Regions from separate parts of the Rattus norvegicus genome. Here region 1 is linked to region 2. A link is a contact called in public Hi-C data. All regions are on one chromosome and are shown on one strand. The core of a region is the stretch at or near the end of the contact, and the rest is flanking DNA. Distances in the headings are between cores, read along the strand shown. Region 1 overlaps Col28a1 (collagen type XXVIII alpha 1 chain). Region 2 holds the start of C1galt1 (core 1 synthase, glycoprotein-N-acetylgalactosamine 3-beta-galactosyltransferase, 1).

Evidence for each region. Hi-C and Micro-C count contacts between places; a contact is called where the count stands out from the background.
Region 1: a contact with region 2 is called in a Hi-C map of liver, with 2.9 times the contacts expected there. The contact joins the enhancer-like site here to the promoter of C1galt1 in region 2. A contact is called at or near these places in 4 of 12 Hi-C or Micro-C datasets (the A7r5 cell line, the Rat2 cell line, Schwann cells and 1 more) and 1 of 1 datasets of contacts at active chromatin or transcription factors (oligodendrocytes).

What each region holds. Positions count from the first base shown.
Region 1 is chr4:37,088,128-37,090,928 of GRCr8, forward strand. The region is part of intron 27 of Col28a1 (collagen type XXVIII alpha 1 chain); the gene reads right to left. Among named protein-coding and RNA genes, the nearest start is that of Col28a1, 100 kb to the right of the region's middle. Within about 2 kb of position 1,519, at least 1 of the 93 cell types and tissues checked has an H3K27ac peak or open chromatin away from gene starts, as enhancers often do.
Region 2 is chr4:36,895,931-36,898,954 of GRCr8, forward strand. It overlaps C1galt1 (core 1 synthase, glycoprotein-N-acetylgalactosamine 3-beta-galactosyltransferase, 1), which reads left to right and starts at 1,775. Exons shown (of 4, transcript NM_022950.3): 1 at 1,775-1,928. It overlaps LOC134486726 (tRNA (guanine-N(7)-)-methyltransferase-like), which reads right to left and starts at 1,921. Exons shown (of 3, transcript XM_063286913.1): 1 at 1,113-1,921; 2 at 772-890. The coding sequence starts at 1,907. The coding sequence ends at 1,260.

The DNA.
Region 1 (2,801 bases), core at 269-2,768, 190 kb after region 2:
TTTATATAATTCTGTAGCATGTGACATCATTTCATCCTTTTTTTTAACCTTTGACACTAACACACACATCATATAGTTGCTTGTCTCCATGATAAAACCAACAATTATTTTGCATTTTTTTAAATTGTGAAATTTTGTGAAACACTGGAGTAGGGTGAATATTAACCTTGACAAAAAAGTACTTTGAGATTTTATTTTTTTTCTTTAAGCTCATTGTAATTTAAAGACTAGCTTGAGAAACAAAATTAAATGCTGGAGACTACTGGTTCAGTTATCACTCACCTAAACAACTTTGTTTGACCCATGTGCACCAGATGTGTTTGATCATATGTGAATAAGAGATACTTGGGCAAGAAATATGCTAGGATGTACATTTACCCCTGATTGGATGTAGGTGGGAGGTATGTAAGCAGAAAATGTCAGGATGTATGCCCCTGATTAGACCTGATGGGTAATTCAGTAAATTTTAGGTTTTGCCTTTTTAAGCCCCTGCAAAATGTGACTCGTGGCCATTTTTTTTTTTTTTTTTTTTTTTTTTTTTTTTTTTTTTTGGAAATCCAGAGATGGACCTGCCAGAGAGCCATCCTCCTGGCCAGTATTTAATTAAAGTTTCTTCAAAATTGACCTTAAATTATGGTAATGATCTTATTCTTGACTGGTGGGGTTAACAATGGTAGATAGGCAAATTGGTAATGGCCACTGGCCATTGCCCATTACTTGTTAACAGTATACAGACAACGATGAGCTGGCAGTAATGATTCGGGACCCACAAAGGTGAGAGCTCAAAGTTTTCATCCCAACTCTGATCTGAAGAACTGGTCACTGCAAAAGGAAACTGTGTGGGGCCCAGTGCTTCAGGTCTATACTTCTAGCACTTGGGAGGAAGAGATAGAAGGATTCAAAGTTGAAGTCCATCCTTGGCTACATTGGGAGCAAAGGTCAGACTGAATTATATAAGACTATATACAATTTAAAAAAAGAAAAGGAAAGAAAAAGCAAGTTAGTTGAGAGAAAAAAATCACCTAATAATATCTCAGATTTAGAAAGGAAAAAGGGAGGGGAGGGGGAAAGGAGGGATGAGGCAGAGCAGAGTCATTCTTTTTCCTTATTGGTTGGACAGGATAAAAAATATTTGACCCAACAGGACATGCAAGTGTGAGCTAGCAAGTGAAACTCACAAATGGTCCATAGCCAAACCCACGGAACACCACCCTGATGATGTTAGCAATGTGAGAAAACATTACACAGTCAGTATTCGGGGGTTTAGCTTTGAGTCCATGTGACTATCATCTATCCAGTTTAGACAAGAATTACTAGTAGGAAAATGGGGTATGTGAACACAGATAACCAGGATCAACTCTGAGGCCCCTCCTCACTAGCCAGTTGTGTTTTGGTAGGTATAATCCCCAAATACTGAGCTATGGCAACAGTGAAACTCCATCTGGTTTTCATCTGGCATGACGGAACTAGTGCACTGAAACTGTCTTCACACAATGAACCTATACCCGGTCTCCTCAGTGCTATGATTACAGGTATGATCCAGACAGAAAATATTATACAAGCTGCCAAGAGAGGTAAGCATTTAATAGTCCTACCTAGGTGTGGTGCTCATGACCCACAATAACGACTGGAATGGCAAGATATCCGTACAGTAAGTGACACTCACACGTTAATGACTAGCAGCTGTCTAAACAGACTTAAGGTCTCCTCAACAGGAGGGAAATCATGCCTACTACTAGAAACCTAGCCAGCTTCCTAGGGCTAATCCGGCCATGGATTTTTTTAAGAGAACCTATTACTCACACTTTACTAGTTCAGCATAAATCCTAACTGCATTCTAAATCTTATACCTAATGGGGAATGAAGCTACAGCACCTCATGGAAGAAGCCTTTATGGCAAATGGAGTCCATCACAGAAAAACCACTAGATACAGATGCGGAGATCAATGAATCATGGAGTCTCAGCACCAGTGTATACATCTACAGCACAGCTTTCTTCCGTGGCTCAGAGAACACTTCCAAAGATGGGTCAGAACAGTTTTAAAAGGTAAACACCAGATAGTCGGCTATGAAACAGTTTTTCATAGAAATAACTACCTAAATGACACTGGAACAATGACAATATTAACAGACATACTCACACAGAAGGGGGAAATCTTACGGTGTCCCACACCTCGACAAGAAACTACAGGCAACTAGGGCTAGTTGAGGAGGGAGAGTTAGTCTCTCCTAGGTGTGAGCCCCTAATTTATTACCTATTGCAAAGTGGTCATCCCTGAAATTGTATCAGTATACATAATACAAGCCGCAAAAATAGACTCATCAGACCATATTTATGTATTTGTTCATACTTATACATGCACACATGTATACATTTATATGTAAAAATAATGAATTTGAGGGTGGGGGCATGAAAGGAGTTGTACTGAGGGGATGGAGGAGGGAAGGGAGGGAGAAGCTGATATAATTTATTTTAATTAAAGTGTATTAAATTATTAGGAATAAGTATACCCTACAAAGACAATTTGAGGGTTATATGAATAGTTATTTCAATGTAATTGATACAAACCAACAGAAATGCACTTAGGATACAACATGAACTTCAAACACAGAATCCAGATGTTTAGATCTGAGTTCCTGAATCAGATATGAATCAGCAATAGCTGTTCATTTTTCTGGGTACTGCTGCACTGGACCCCACAAGCTAGGCTGATCTGTCCATTACTACAGCCATGCTGGGCTCACAAATAATAAACTTGCCAGGCCTGAAACCCAGTCCACTCCCAGTGTATGGACAGTCC
Region 2 (3,024 bases), core at 525-3,024:
CACTAAAGCTGAAACTAAGTAAACTGAAGGCCAAGTAACAGCAACAGCCAGCGTTTATTATTCCTATCAGACACGCCGTTCTGTAGCTTCCTAAAATTACACAACCAATGGGTGGGTCATCAGGTGATCCTAGCCTACTATGGTTGGAATGTGGCGTTTCTTTCCCAAGACTCTTTGGTCTCTATTATCATGTATTAGGGGGCGAGGCTAAGTAAACCTGTTGATTAGGACTCTCCCCTTACCGAAAGGCTCAATTCGTTCTTGTGACTAATGGATTAATGAATAAATGGGCTATTCAGTGACTGCTATAAAATCGAGTTTGGCTAGGTCTCCAATAAGCTGTTTCCTGCCACGATTTCCAGCTGGTTCAGGACTTGATAAACGAAGATATCATCACACCCAGCTCCTTGTCTAGAATCATAACCAAAATATACCTGCTCTTTATAACTTAGTATCTGTAATATTAGAGGCATAAAGTAGATTCAGATAAAGCTTAAGTTTCTTATTTCAAAACTCTTACTTTGAATAGCTATGCTGTGGTATGCTCAGACCTGCCTAGTTTGAACATTTATGAAGCAGGGCACAGTTTTTCCATCTCAGGGCCTGGCCTTGTAGATGATGGTTAAGGTCTGTAGTCCCTAGATCTTACTTCCACTCTTTGCTGCCTCAACAGGTGGCAAACAACTTCCATGGCCACAAAGATAACTTTCTGGTACACAGGACATTTGCCAAAGCAAGGCAGACGGGTTTGCAAAGCTCTTAAGTACTTGCCCAGAAGTGAAGTGCTATACATGAATTCCTCCAAGAGTCTTTCAGTTACCATTCTCTGAGTTTTCTGTTCTTCTGAGGCACACATCTGGTTACACAGCACTCTTCACTATGCCAAATTTCTTGTTATTAAGGATAGAGAGATGCAGTCAGAGGACAAACGGCAAAAAAAGATGAAGGGGCTAAAATTGGGTTAGAGGTCAGCGTGACGTTAGGGTTTGTTCCACAGACAATTTATAAGGCGGTTCTACTTGTAGTCCCTGCTAATTTCGCTTTCTGCATCCCAGAGAGAATTAAAGAGAACACTCAATCTCACCAGAAGGGGGCTGAACCTAAACACTCACCTCGGGGAAGCCAGGACTTCCCAGCCCCCTTCGCAGGAGGGCGGGGCGAACTCCCGGCGGCCAATCCCTGCATCCGCACGTCGCCCTGTCCCCGCCCACTCCACCTAGATCCCGCCCTTCCCCGGGGCCGCTGCAGCAGCCGCGACGTCAGCTCTCCGAGACCCGTGGGTGGCGGCTGCGCTGTAGGCGGGCCGTGGCCAGGCCGCGCGGCGGGGAGGGGCGGAGCGAGCTGCGGGAGCGAGCGGCGGGAACGCGCGCCGGGCCCGCCTCGGCCGCCGCCGCCGGGGGATGATCTGGGCGGCCGCGGGCGGCCCTGGCTAGCAGCCCCTGCCGGTGCTGCGGCGGGCCAGGGCAGCGAAGGTCGAGGGTTGGGGGTCGTTCTCCTCCCCGCCTCTGGGAGGGGCGAGAGAGAGCCGCGGCTGATGTCAGGTACGGCGGGCGGAGGCGCCCGAGGGCTTCGGGTCCCGGGGCTCGGCTGCCGGTGGCGGGGCGACTGAGGCTACGGAAACGCCGCCCGGCGCGGCCAAACAGGTGTCTCGGGCGGCGGGCGAGCGGCAGCCCTCGCGCTCTCCTCAGCCCGGCGTGTCCGACCGGAGGCGCCCGAGGCGGGCCAGCGCCTAGCGGTCCTGCCCGCCGCCCCGCCCCGGCCTCCGCGCGCCCAGCGGCCGCCAGCTGCCTGCACTCAGGTGCGGGCACCTTCCGGACGCTCCAGTCCCTAGTGCCTGTGGCCGCCGCTGGACCGTCAGCTTTGTCTGGAGCCGGTTGATTATGGTTGAAACTTTCCCTGCCCTTCATTGACTTGAGTGAACTGACCAGGTGTGTTGGGGGTTTGCTACGCGCAGGATTGGAAAAAAAAATTTTTTTTTTCTCTCCGCTTTGGTAACAAAGTGTGATGGGCTTCCTAGATGTTGGCTAGTTAAACAAACTGCTTTGGCTTTAGATATTCTCCTAAATTAACTAATTTAAGAGTGAGGTTCGGGAATCAATTCTTTTGAGCTCCATCTACACACTTCTTACAAGCGGCGAGGGGGCTTAGAATGTTTTAAGATCCCTCACATTCTAGAAGAAAAAAAATTTTTTTCCAATCTAGGTTTTTGCATTCACGGTATTGCCTTTTAGTACATACAGACTGAAAGCGTATTCTGAATTTAAAAGTTACAAAGTTAGAACTTCAGTGCATCAGACTGAGTAATAAGGCAATGGGTAAGGGACAGAAATATGGTAATTTACTGGAGGTTGAGCGTAGACCACAGATACTCTGCCTGGTTGCCAAGAAAAAATGCTGTGTACATTACAAGTTATTTGATTCTGGTGTAAGTTTGGAAGTGGAAATTTGAGTTTTTAGAAGGTATTTAAAACTACAGTTTTCCAGCCCCTTATCAGATAAATGTCATATAAGCCTTATGCACACGATATTGTGTACTGTAAGCATTGTATGTAGCATTTCTGCCAGCCTTAGTATATATTTTTTGTACAGTTTAAATGAATATAAAGTTTCAAGTTACCGAACTCTTTTCACCATATGTTAAGTAAAACAGTCATTTAGGCCGGCAAGTATGACTCACTTAAAATTCAGCATTAGTGGAGAACTATCTATTCCGTGTCTCAGATTTGCTTGAAATTTATGTTTTCCTGTATCTTTTTACTCAGGACTCAGCATTTTACAAATGCTTTGTGGTTACTTCCCACTTAAACACCCCTCCCGCCTTGGGCTCTTAAAAAAACAAATCAGCCTATAATTGTGAATAACTTTAATATTAAGACAATTTTAGAATTTTCTAAGCGGTTTAAAAGTACACATCATGAGTTAAATGTTTGGCTAATAGTATTCAAAAGCGTGTGCATATGTTGGCTTTATACTGCTTACATGGTGATTTCGCTGAAATGAAAATTATATTATCCATGATAATAT